Regions from separate parts of the Ovis aries genome. Here region 2 is linked to region 1. A link is a contact called in public Hi-C data. All regions are on one chromosome and are shown on one strand. The core of a region is the stretch at or near the end of the contact, and the rest is flanking DNA. Distances in the headings are between cores, read along the strand shown.

Region 1 (6,718 bases), core at 3,082-5,581:
CAGTGTTTTTGACAACTTCATCAGGTCAAAACTTCAGATTCCAACTAAGCTGAGATGTTGCCCAAGTCACATTTCCTTAAGAGCTCCATTTAAGAGCATTCTCTTGGCAACACCAACTCCACTTTGATCTCCTTTTGTAGCTTTTACCTATGATAATAAAGTTAAATCCATTGGGATCAAAACCTCAAATTATTCATTCTCATGTCCCTAGAAACATCGTTTAAAATGTTGAGTACAACATGAATATACCCCCCAGGAGATATTGTCCTCATTTTGCAGTTAATATAAGGGCATCATAGAAGGTGGCCTCAGTATCAGTGACAATCTGTGTTATTATTATTAATTGAAATTTTAATTGAAGTAATTGTAGGTCCATATGAAATTGTAAGAAATAATACAATGAGATCTTGTGTACACTTTGCCCAGTTTCCCTCAATGGTAACATGTTCTAAAACTATAGTACAGCAACCTGGATACTGATATTGATACAATCCAGTTCTACTTGGACTCCAGCATGTGTGTGTGTGTGTTTAAGGTTACATCTATGTAGTTTTGTGTATCCACCACACAGCCAAAATACACACAAATGCATCACCACACACACACAGTTGCATCACACAAGAATTCCCTATGCTGCCTTTTCATAACCACACAGGCTTCCCTCCTATCCCCCAAACTGTGTTGTTATTTTTTTATTTATCATTTAGTTTTGGAAAGCCTATATATATATAGTTTAAGAATGGCTCAGAAATCCCTATTGCCTGGGGCTGAATCCTGACTCTGCCCTTACACTAGGTAATTTATATACATGATCTTATTTCATGCTCACAAATGCCCCTTGAGATAAGTTTCATGTCCCTACTTTTATATGAGGAAATGAAGTCTTAGAGACATTAAATATAATCCAGAATTTGCCCAAACTAACACACTAGTAGACATTTTAGCAAGATTCAAAATCAAGTCTGTCTGACCTCAGAACTCAAGCTTTTCCACAATCATATTGATTATAAGTGTCCCAGTTAGAGTAGGACTTCCCCCAATGGCTCAAGCAGTAAAGAATCCTCCTGCAATGCAGGAGAGAAAGGAGACACAGGTTTGATCCCCGGGTTGGGAAGATCTCCTGCAGGAGGGCATGGCAACCTACTCCAGTATTCTTGCCTGAAAAATCCCATGGACTGAGGAGCCTGTCAGTCTATAGTCCATGGGATTATGAAGAGTTGGACACAACTGAGCACAGTTAGAGCAGTGTGTTGCTTGTTAAACTGTTTTCTCGGCCTCAAACTCACCCTTTTGTTCACTGCTTTGTGACACAAACCACAATTCTCCCTTGCCAGTCGGCTCCCTGATTGGTTCTGCCAATGGAAGCTCTAGGGGGACAAGTTACTGGCTACTTATTGTTTGTTTTCTCTTCCTATCAGTGTCACCCTGGAAACAGCTTTTCATCTTGGCAGTGGCAGTTCCTTCTAGTGGATTCCAGTTTGCAAGTTGTTTGCATTCCTAGCACTAGAGACATTGCACCCACTCAGTGATGCCATACGGTCCATCCACACCCCCTCCCAGAAAGCTGACCCCTGACTCCTCTGGATCCCTCCTCTGAGTTTTGAAGGCATTTTAGATCTTCAGGTGCCACCTCCATGGTGTCAGCTTTTAATCATCCAGCCCCTATGCTTTGTTCCTCCAGTCCTAGGCGTGATAATCATGTCCTGAAGTTACTTCTGTAATATCTTAATGCTCTCTTTTTGTTCAGCACTTGATAAATAATTCTTTAGATTAAATTCCCTCTGTTAAAATAATTGTTCTGATTTCTGATTGGAATCTGACAGGTACAACTAACTAACTCATAATTTGGAAATTTATTTGCAAGATTGACCAAAAATGTGCAAAATTTTTCCTCTAACAAATAAGACATATTCTAATATTAAGAAAAAATATTCAAAACTTTAAAAATAAGGCAAAAGGATGACTGTATGTCTGTCCCTTCAGTCTACACTGGCATTGTCCACACTGGCATTGTCTAACAGGCCTACCCACATACTCCAAAGAAATGCACTTTTGTTGAACTTATTATTTAGTATTGCTAAGGGCAATAATTGCTTTGTGAAATTAGACATAAACTTGTAGAAGATTGTGTCAAATTATTTTTCTAGAGTAGAATCATAAATAACTTCTGTTGGATAGAAAAAGGAATCTCAGAAATTATGGTTTTATTACCCTAAGGGCATTAAACAAGTTTTAAAGAACAAATAGATTATTTTTCTTAGAAATTTCAGGTTCAGGGATAAATTAAACAGATAATACAGACAGTTCAACATACTATCCTTTCTTCTTCACCTCACCTCCACTGTCTTTCCTATTCATAACATTTTGCATTAGTGTGGAATATTTGTTATAACTGATAAACCAATATTGATATATTATTAACTAAAGTCTATAGTTTACATTATTACTGTTCATGTTGTACAGTTCTATGAGATTTAACAAATGCATGATGTTATATACCCATCATTACAGTATCATAAAGATAAGTTTTGCTTCCCTAAAAATCTCCCCTGCTTCACCTATTCAACCCTGACCACCACCACCATCCCCCCACCAAACCCCTGGCGACCACTGATCTATTTACTGTCTCTACAGTTTTACCTTTTCCAAAATGTCATGTAGCTGGAATCATACATTGTGTAGTATTTTCAGCCTGGCTTATTTCACTTAGTGCTATGATCTCAAGGTTCTTCCATGTCATTTGAGGTCATTTCTTTTATTGCCAAATAATACCTATTGCATGAATATATCACAACTCATTTGTCCATTTACCTATTGGGGGATATCTTGGTTGCTTCCTGTTTTTAGCATTTATGAACAAAGTTTCTCTAAATATTTGCATGCAGATTTTTATGTGGACATAAGTTCTCAACTCATTTGCAACTGCCAAATCATATACGTGGACAAAGAATGGTATCTGCCATAACATTAAACAAATGATGTGGCACCTATCAAGCTATCTGCCACTACAGCCACTCCTGACAGTGCACCCTGAGGGCATTCAGGAAAAGAAGAACAAAATGCTTGCCCTGATAAGTATTTTGTTAAGGCACATGTCAAAGGAATACTTACATTAAGCCCACTCTCGCATTCTTCCCATACACAGAAAAAAACTAAATTCTTTTAGTTCTAAAGAAACTAAATTATCTTGAGATGTCCGTTTTTTTCTTTAATTATCAGTAAACTTTTGATGTTAGACTACCTGTGTTTGTCTTTTCAAAGATACCTATATTCTGGTTCCTTCCTTACCTCTTTGAAACAGTCCTCCAGAGCTCTCTGAGGGGCTGTTTCCTAAGTTTTAGGTTTTCAGTATGTTCGCCAAATAAAACATAACTCTCAGCTTTTAGGTTGTGCATTTTTTTCAGTCGACATATGGTGAGGGTATATTTAGCTTTATGAGAAACTGCTAAACTGTCTTCCGAAGTGGTTGCATCATTTTACATTCCCATTAAAAAAAAAAAAGTCTAGCAATCATATTCCTAGATTCTTTCTTTCCTAAACTTCATATACTTAGCTTCTTGAATTCTCTTATGAACTAGTTTTACCATCTTGATGGCTCCCCAACCAATAAGGTAAATAAACATTTGGCACATGCTGACTTAAATATTTGTATTGAGGGCCATGTTTTTCACTTTCTAAATATTACACTTTGACAATAACAGCCAACCATATTTCCCACATGAAAGATGACCTTGCTGATTCACCTTTTGTTATTTTTCTAAGTCAGGTAATGACCTTTACAGTCACACTCTGATTGACTTTCCCAAGAGTCACCTCCTATGTAAATTTGCTCAACTGCCCTATGAAAAGTTAATCTTTTACAAATGCAAAAGAGTACCTAGTGAGCATGCCAGTAAACTGATCCATAGATTCATTACAAAAAAAAAAAAAAGCTTCAGTTTGGGAACCAGTTACTGGGTAAATGCTAAGTCATCCTGGCATTAATCTGATTAAAGTAAACTGTTCAAGTCACACGGTCTCCTTTTTTCTGTATATTTTAAAATTTGGTGGCTTCTGTTAGGGAGAGGGTGGAAATCAATCCTCTGCAACTCGGTCTTAGGCTGATCTTTAAGAAATAGAATCCTCACAGGGTTTTGAGGCGTACAAGCTGAATTCTGACTTTGCATAGACGGTCCACAGAGGGGGTAGAAAGAGTAGAATTACACGTCGCAGTCAGGGAGGCTAGAGTGCATGGTTTGAATGTCAAGGGCATTCTTGGGCTTGCTGCAAACCTCATTCTGATTCATCCACTTTCAGACTGTTGAGCTGAAGACTTTTTCGCTGCAGTTTTAAGTTATTCCAGACCATGGCTAGAATGGTTCGCTCTCCCCACTCTCCTCAGATGTGGAGCCCCTGGGCAGCAGCTGGCACTGTGCACATGTAACTTGCACACTAATGTGAAGGTCCCAACAAAAACATTAGTTCTCACCAGTGTTCCAAGGATTTTAAAGACTTTGGTACTGTAAAAAAAAAAAAAAAAAAAAAAAAATTCAGTCAGCTTGTGACAGCTACAATTCTGCTTCTGTTTCAGCTTTTAAAAAAAGAAGGAGGGAAAAAATGAAACCATACTAATTTCTTCCTTCCACAGTTCAGTGAAGTTCCAAAAAGTAGAAAGAATCCCTTAGCTTGCCTTGTTGGTAGAAATGCCTGGCTGGGACATTCCTTTGGCCACTTTAACTGAAAACTGCATGCCTCTGGGAGCACAGCAACTCTGCTTCAGCCTCCAGTCTCAAATCTGATTGTGAACGGTCTACAAAGATAGGAGAAGTCTGCAACTCCACCCCCCACCCCCAGCCCCCTTCCCACCAGAGAAAACAACACAAAACCACACCTGGCCCCAGATGGAGGTTGCATTTCCAGAGAGAAAACACAGCCACTGAGATAAGAGCATCCTTCAGGATCTCTTTTTATTCTGACTGCTGAGCAAGGAACCATCTTCTGGGGAGCATTTGCTTCTGTTTCCATCATATCCAGGGAAGTGTAGGAAACGCTTTTACCCGGAGAAATGAGACAGTACCCAGAATGACACACTTGGTAATCTTCTCCAAGGCGCCATCCTTACAAGAGCAGGAACCCGGCCCCACTGGAAACGGAAAGGCTGATGGGGCCTTTCCTATCTAGGACACTCGGGGTCGGCTTGCTGCTGCAGCTTGTGCTTAATTCCTTGTTTTACTTGGCAATGAGCAAGTGAGGAAAACAAGGGTATTAATAACGATCATCAGCATTTGAACTTCCTGGGTACACCCTGTGCTTGTACCCAAGTGCTGAATAGAATTTTTTAAAAAGATTGTCTCTGTGTGTACAGGAAGGAGACTTAAATTTGCCACAAACTTAAATCATTCATTTTCCTTTGTCCCAGAAAAATACATTTTTGTCTCTGTGGCATTTGAATCAACTCTTCTTTCCTTCCCGACTTTTGGCGTTTGAAAAGATTTTATGTCATGAAATGACCTTATTTATGTATTCTGCAACTCCTGCCACAAAGCCTTTGGGAATGCCAATTAAAAACACAACTGCAAAGAAGTGAAGCAATGTGATGATTTTCCATCGATGAAATTATTTCCATCAGCAAGCTCATTGCAAAACGATACTGCTGTTTGGTGACTCCCATGCCATAAATCTGGTTGTGCTTCTGGTTTTGAGGCAAACCTCACCTGCTGTGGTTTCGGTTGGTGACTTGGAATTTTGATCTGGCTGCCATTTGTTGATCCCTGGCCCCTATTCCGTTTCTTAGGAAGGTGGAAAGTCAGCAGAGCATAGGTGCTGGAAAAATAGAGATCTCGGTTGCAGTTTCCCGCGGGTGGTACCATAGTCCGTTTATGAACCATGACCTGTGGAACTCACGTTCTGGGACATCTGAAGTCTGCTCCATACTCTTGGCATATTAAAATCTGCCCACAGGAGAGTTTACCAGAAAAGGAATTTCTGAGGGGAGGAACTAGTGTCTTCATCTTTGCCTCAGATGGTCAACATTTCTGAGAAAAACTCAGCTGGGAGCTCTTCTGAGAAATAAGCTGATGTCATATGGTTGAAGGACTTATTGCCTCAAGACTCTAAAGCTCTAGAAAACTTAAAGCCACTATTTGTTTACAATTGACTCTAGCTTGGAGTCAGATGCACTGATGCTTCCTTAGCAGCAAGTGGAGAATTTATGCCCCTGGAGTGAGTGTCCTCTGCTATGAGGAATTCCACGGTCAGCAGTTTATGTGATTAATACACTGGTAAGAACACATGTGGTGGAAAACCTCCAGCAAAAGCAATCAGTGGATCTATCCCTGATGCTGTCCACTCTGCAACACCACCACCCCCGCCTGCCACCCCTGACCCTGCCACTTTGGCCTTCTTAAATAGCCTAATCTGTCTAATTGCACATTTTGCATTTGCATTCTGAAAACACAACATTGTCAGTGACGAAAGAGAATAAATTGAAGATAGATGTTTAGGTGTTAATAAGTTGAAGATAGATGTTTAGGTGTTTAAATGACCTAATCTAATCCCTAACAACTCCTTCCCTGCCTCCCTACTTTCTTCCTTTTTAAAAAACTAAAAGGTCAGGGGATTCCCTGGCAGTCCAGTGATTAAGACTCCACACTTCCACTGCAGGAGGCATAAGTTTGATCCCTAGTCTGGGAACTAAGATCCCACAATCTGCCCAGCACGGCCAAAAAAACAAAAAGGA
Region 2 (6,718 bases), core at 1,060-3,559, 39 kb after region 1:
TACTAGGGAACCAGACATTTACATTTTTTATTGTTTTAGTTTCACAAAGCTTCTTGAGTAATAATAAAAACTACATTTGATTCAGTCCGAGTGGGGAGAAAAGACATAATTACATACAAATACTCTAAGGGAATTTATTCATTAAATTTTGCAAGGTGAATATCATTCACTTTGTAGAAACTTTATAAAATAAAAGAAAGCAAGTACTGTTGGAACAGATAGGAGACTTACCAATAACATTATGTTAAAGAATAGCTCAAGGAAAGGAGTGGGGACAGAAGTGAGAATACAACAAATATTGAAAGAGAAATTGAAATGGATGGTGCAGATTACAGTCTCCTTTTTAAAATGCTTAGTAATACAAGAAGACAGGAAATTATTTTCTCATTTCTTCAGAGATTCTTCAGGACTATTCTTCTCAAGTGCACTCTACTTTGCTTTTATATTTGATGCCTATATTACACAGAGAAAAATACAGATTCCAGGACAAATTTTTGTTAAGAAAATCTGTAAGGTTTCATGTCCAATCCACGGACACATTAGAACCTACCCCAAGGGGGTGTTAATGATGTCACTATACAATAATTGTCTCCTTTTTGTTATTTTCACTATCATTTCAAGGTTATTTAACTCATTCTCAATTCCAGTGATCACACTAGAAACTAATCATGAAAATAAACCAAAACAAACCACACTCCTTCCAAAAACTAACAAAACCTCCCACTTCCCCAAACAAAATGACATTTCTTAATCATTCTTTCAACTGAGGACTTACTGCTTATATGCACATAGTGTACATCCCTTTTAAAATCACAGAGCACGACAATGCATTTTAGTGGACTTTGTTGATTTTTTTTTTTTTTTTTTTGCCACACTCAGCAACTTGTGGGATCTAAGTTCCCCAACCAGGGATTAAACCCAGACCCTGGTCAGTGAGTGTGGAGTCCTAATCACTGGACCGCCAGGAAATTAATTCCCTGTTGATTTATTTTTAAAGCTATTATTTGTAACTCCTCTAAAAGGCAAAACATACTGTCTTCTTCATTATCTTCTCACCTAAGAAAATGGCTGTTGATGTGGGAGAGAGACAGGAAAGAGCAATGTAACTATCACCCTTCTATGAAGTGTTTCCAGGGCTCCCAGGTGTAATCCCCACCCCTTTTGTGTGCCACCTGTACACTTCTGTGGAGAAAGTCCAAACCAGTTAAGAACAGTTTTCAATTTGTCTAACGTCTTTGATGAAGATAAGATATGAATGTGGAGGAAAGTTACCAATGGTTAACATCGATAGAGGGTTTAATCTTTTGGAAAACACTTTCATATTTATTTTTTTCCAGGCTTCATTTCTTCTTGACTAGAGCACACAGCAGGGATTATTAACATCCTGATGTTACGGGTTACTTTGCTAGGGTCCTACGGGAATGAGGGGTGAGTGAAATAAACTCATTCTGGTACTTGTTAAAATGGTGAGGTACAGTCGATTTAAAACTATTTCAATAGGGGATCATAACTTGCAGCAGGAGAAATTGTCTTCAACCTCGAATACAGCAAAGACACCCGGAAATTTATTATAGCCCACAAACAAGAAGAGTGAGGGGGTTAGTGGATGAGAAATTAAGATAAAACATTAAGGATAGGGGGATGCTTGCTTAAAGGCAGGTCCGAGGACTTTTATACTAACGGACTTTATATAGAAACGAATCTGATCGCATAGACAAGGTAACCAGATACTAAAGGTGCAAGGATGACTTAGCAGAATTCACACTAATACGGCCAGATTCGAAGGCCTCAATGGAGGCCTAGGCGAGTAGAGGGCTGGGAGGAGCCTGACTAAAGTTCGGACAAGGAGAGAGAGACTGTCACTGACAACTCCGTTTCTCTTTATTACCCAATCCCCATGGATGAGGAGAGCTGGCAGGCAACCGGGGTTGGGGTGGGTCCAGTTCTTTCTCCGAAGCAGCAATGACCGGTGGCCAGAGATCAGAAAGCCAGGTTCGGCAACACCAGCAGGATGCGTGTCTGAGCGACGGCCCTCGCACCGCACGGGAGGTGCCCACACGCTCCGCCCGTCCGCCGCGCGTCCCACTTGAGGGGCGGGCTCCGCAGGTCGGGACCGGAGGCGCCGATTGGCTGACGTGCCCGAGCCGGGGTTTCCCGGCCCCGCCCCGTCGCCCCTCACTGGCCGCCCCACCGCCGCCGTCGCGCTCCCTCAGCCCGCGAGGCCGCGCGCAGGCAGGTCCCGCGCAGCCCCGCGGGAGGGGCCTACCGGTCCCCATCCTTAAAGCACGAGTCCAGACGCTCCGCCTGTTGGAGAGGGCGCCTGGCTGTGGACAGCCAACAGCCGGGGCGGGCCAGGGCCGACCGAGGAGGGCCTGAGGCTACGGAGCCGCCGCGGCTGGCACACGAGCGTCTCGGCCCGGACCAAGTGGTTGCGGGAGCTGTAAGGGGAGGCGTGGTGGGCGCCATTGCTGCCCGTCAGAACGCCGCGGGGGTCCCCGTCAGCCCTAGCCGCTCTCCCCTGGCTGAGAGGAACCGTCGCCAGTCCCCGACCCGGTCTCCTGAATCGGGTGCCTCCTCTGCCATCCGTGCGGAGACCATGTTTGACAAGACGCGGCTGCCGTACGTGGCCCTCGATGTGCTCTGCGTGTTGCTGGGTACGTAACGCGCCGCCGGCCCGAGGGGCGTGTGCGCGCGAGCCCGGGGTGGGTGCATCGGTGGGGTGCGGGCGTGTGTCCGCTGGGAGGTGACTCGCCGGGAGTCGCGGACGGGGCGTTGGGGGGGGGTGTGTGTGCCTGACGCGCGAGCCTTGCCCGGCTAGACGCTGGGGGCGGCTTCCGCAGCCCGGGGACCCCGCTTCGCAGCCCGCATCCACGCGTGGCCGATGCTGTCAGTCTGCCTTTCTATTGCCCGCCGGTGCGCTGAGCCCACCCTGCTTGGATGCTGTTCACGCCTCTGCGCTCCATCCCTTGCTCTCCTTTCCTCTGTTTCCCGTTTCACTCCCAGCAGAGAGGGTGGGCTCCTCCCCTCGCTGATGTAGGGAAGCCTGGTGGTCACTGGCTCATCAGGTTTGGTGACAAAACCGGAGGGTTTTGATGCACTGGGAATTCTCAGTAACTGGCGCCAGTGCCAGGTTTATCTTCCTTGTGGGAAGCAGTTTTAAGTTTTCGTCTATAAAAGGTTAGAACGCTAATTAGAAGGTGTTACCGGCTTGTAAATTGTCAGGCTGTAAGTGGGTGTGATGATGCCAGGTTTCTGCCTATAGGTTTGAAGAAGCTTGCTTTTGAGGGGGATGGGGTTGGCGTGGTGTGCCCCAGACTTGCTGTTTCCTTCTCTGCGCAGACCTCGTCATCGTGTAGGTTTCCATCTCCTGTGAGAGCCCACAAGGAGCACTGGACATTTCTTTGGCTGCAGCGAATTTGGCGTTGTGTTTCTGAAGTAAGAGTTCAGTCGTAGGGCTTCTGGTCGCCAGTTGCTCTTTTCTTTTGACGAAAAACAATCGAAGTCATCTGGGTAAGGGCTAGGCATTGGAAGGAGAGATTTTCACCGTCTTCATATATATTGTGTAAGGCAGTATCTTTGAACTATTTATATGTTTTGGAAAAAACTACTTACCAGAAGACCTGCTCGATGTTCGGGTAGTCCTCATGTTTGAGTATCGAAGTAATAGTATTGGCGAGCTCTCAGCGTTGGAGAGCTGTGACTTTAGCATCCTAGACGCAGGTCTGCATAATGGCTTTTCGGTGAGAGGGAAACTTCCTCCGCTTTTAATCCAGTATCCATCTCCCCTGCCTCAAACCTGACCGTTTAGGCGCTTGTAGTCTTGCCGAAGTTTTATAAATTCTGTTACCTGTTTTTTGAGGAAAAATCTTGCTTATGAAACATCTTTATTGTTTACCAGGACATTTCCTATATAGCCCCGCAGTGAATTTTAGAAATTCCGTTTAGGAAAGGGAAACACAATTTTGGAACACTATTTTTATAAAAACATAAGTGATCCTTTCAGATATCCGGACATATTCATAATTACATTAATTATATTCAGATTTATTGGCAATGAAAAGTTCACCTTGGTAAATATGTTATATTTTAAAATGTATTTAAATTTATACTCAGTGTTTGTGGAGCTTTGTTAAATTTCATTTATGTTTTAGTTCGGGGAGAGGAAAATGTTCAGTCAGAAGTGATTTTTAAAATTCTAATATATTGAATATTATCCTATCATTGCCACATACTGTACTGTCAGAATTATATATAAATTTCCCATTTTTCCTACCTTATGCAGTTACTAATTTATGAAACAAATGCGTTTTCTCTTTGGGCCAAGCACTGAACCAGGATAGATGAAACATAATACTGCTCTCAGGTAGCTCAATGTTATTAAACACAGAGCCATATGCTAAATCTATGTTTTGTTTGTTTTAATTCATGTATATTTGAGGAAACTATTTGCAGTACAACTTTATAAAATTGTGGGGTTTTGTAGTCTATGTTTTCAGCATGCTGCAAGCATCACATAACTATCCAATAGAATTGAGTAATTTTATTGCTAACTTGGCCTGACAGTTGCAGAATTTATGATGACTCTCAAAAAAAGATAAAGTTGTTATTTCTGATTTTAAGATCTTTGGTTTTGGGAAAAGCTTGTTTAGGAGACTTATGCATTAAGTATCAGTATCAGATACCTGATCTATTTGAAAAACATTTTATCTGTTTTTGTATTGCTAGAGTTTTAAAATAAGTAAGTGTATTGTCAAGATAAGCTCAGAATTCCCTTTTCCTAAATAGAAAGTGAAATACTGGCTTATTTTAATTTGGTGTATAAGATGACATTAGATTTAATAGCATCAATATTCTGTTACAAACAACAGTGAAGGAGAACAGTGATGCTAGAGATACAAAGTATTTTCATGCTGAGTTTTGGGAGATTATATATTTTTATTAAAAAACTCACCTTTCTAGTGGGGTCTATGAGTCATTTTATTTATTTTTAAACTTTATGGCTGAGCTGCATAGCATGCAGGATCTTAGTTCCCCAACCAGGGATTGAATCTGTACCCCTTGTCGTGGAAGCGCAGAGTCTTAACCACTGGTCTGCCAAAAAATCCCCTTTAAGGGTCATTTAAAGTTTTATTTTTATTCATCTTACTGACAGCAGGAGGTTGGCGGCCTTTAAAATAGTGGTAGCTCAAAGAGGGTTATCAACTTGGCATTAAGTTTTTTATTTTTCTTTGGAGAACTACAGGTAAAAGTTGACTATAGCAACAGAAAGGTGATCAAGCAGATCATAAGTACAGGGTTATGTGAAAGTGGTTCTTAATTATAATGTGAATATGTTCCAGGTTCTGTTAATGATCACCCAACATCATGCAGTGTATTCATTTAATATGATGATGTTATGTGATTGTGTTACATGGCTACTTTATAATATTACAGAAAGTGATGTCTGTTTAAATGATAAACATACCTGTATGTAAGGGGGCGGGTATGTGCATGCTTATGCACGTGTAAAAGCATTTCTATGCCAAGTCAGTATTACCACCACTATGAAACATGATTTCCTCCATATAATACACCCAAATTATTACTTCCTTCAGTGGATCTGGTCTCTTCTTGGAAAAAGAATGAGAATTTTGAGAGATGATGTGTATTTGATTCCTTTCTGAGATGGAGTGTGGTCTTGCCAGCTTTCTCTGGCTCCTTTGATAATCAGTTCTATGATTTTAGAAGAAGGCCATAAATATCACCTGAGCACACAAGAAAAGCTGCTCTACAGAGAATCATAGTGGGCTGATGTGAAAGCTGTGTTTTGCTCATCGTGTTAAACCATGTCCTAAATAAAACTTAATTGCTGAGAGTCATTTTCGATTTTATGCAAACTGGCATTAGGCTGCCAATGAATTGATTCAGTGCACATTGATTGAAGGCTAACTCTGTTCCAAGTTCATGTTAGGTGCTAAAGATAAAGATGAATTAGAAAGCCTGTGCCCTCAAGGAGCTTAGGGTCTAATGAGGGAGAAACAAACAAGAGGTTATAATACATCATGATAAATGTAATAATAAAGGTATGGAATAGATGCTCTTTGAGTACAGAAAAAAGAGTTGTGCTATAAATGATCTATCATAGATAAAGGGGTTGTCTGTGTTTGTTTAGCGGAGAAGGCAATGGCAACCCACTCCAGTACTCTTGTCTGGAAAATCCCATGGATGGAGGAGCCTGGTAGGCTACAGTCCATGGGATTGCTAACAGTCAGACATGACTGGGCGACATCACTTTCACTTTTCACTTTCATGCATTGGAGAAGGAAATGGCAACCCACTCCAGTGTTCTTGCCTGGAGAATCCCAGGGACGGGGGAGCCTGGTGGGCTGCCGTCTATGGGGTCACACAGAGTCGGACAGACTGAAGTGACTTAGCAGTAGCAGTAGCAGTAGCAATGTTTGTTTAGAGATACAGAAATGACATATGGTACCCTAGGAGTACTCTTGGAATCTTTTTTTTTTTTTCCTCTCTCTCAGCTCAGTACAGGGCAGTGGGAACCCCAGTAAGTAGCTACACGTGTGTATGACTTTTTTGCAAGTATCTCGTGATGCCTGGAAGATTTAGGTGGAACTGGCAGAACCTTTTTATGTGCCTGAGATTTGCTGGGTAGCAGTCATTTGGAATATCTTTTCTGTATTGTGCCGCCTTCTTTGGCTCCTCTAGATCTTTTCTCTACCTT

The links. A called contact is a pair of places that touch in the nucleus more often than the background predicts.
Region 2: a contact with region 1 is called in a Hi-C map of tail adipose tissue, with 1.5 times the contacts expected there. The contact joins the promoter of PLPP1 here to the enhancer-like site in region 1. A contact is called at or near these places in 4 of 16 Hi-C or Micro-C datasets (hypothalamus, liver, skin fibroblasts and 1 more).

The regions. Positions count from the first base shown.
Region 1 is chr16:23,771,805-23,778,522 of ARS-UI_Ramb_v3.0, forward strand. No RefSeq gene overlaps it. Among named protein-coding and RNA genes, the nearest start is that of PLPP1, 40 kb to the right of the region's middle. Within about 2 kb of position 4,332, at least 15 of the 54 cell types and tissues checked have an H3K27ac peak or open chromatin away from gene starts, as enhancers often do. A contact at or near this core is called in tail adipose tissue, where this site is marked.
Region 2 is chr16:23,813,128-23,819,845 of ARS-UI_Ramb_v3.0, forward strand. PLPP1 (phospholipid phosphatase 1) reads left to right here and starts at 2,310. Exons shown (of 6, transcript XM_060400430.1): 1 at 2,310-6,718.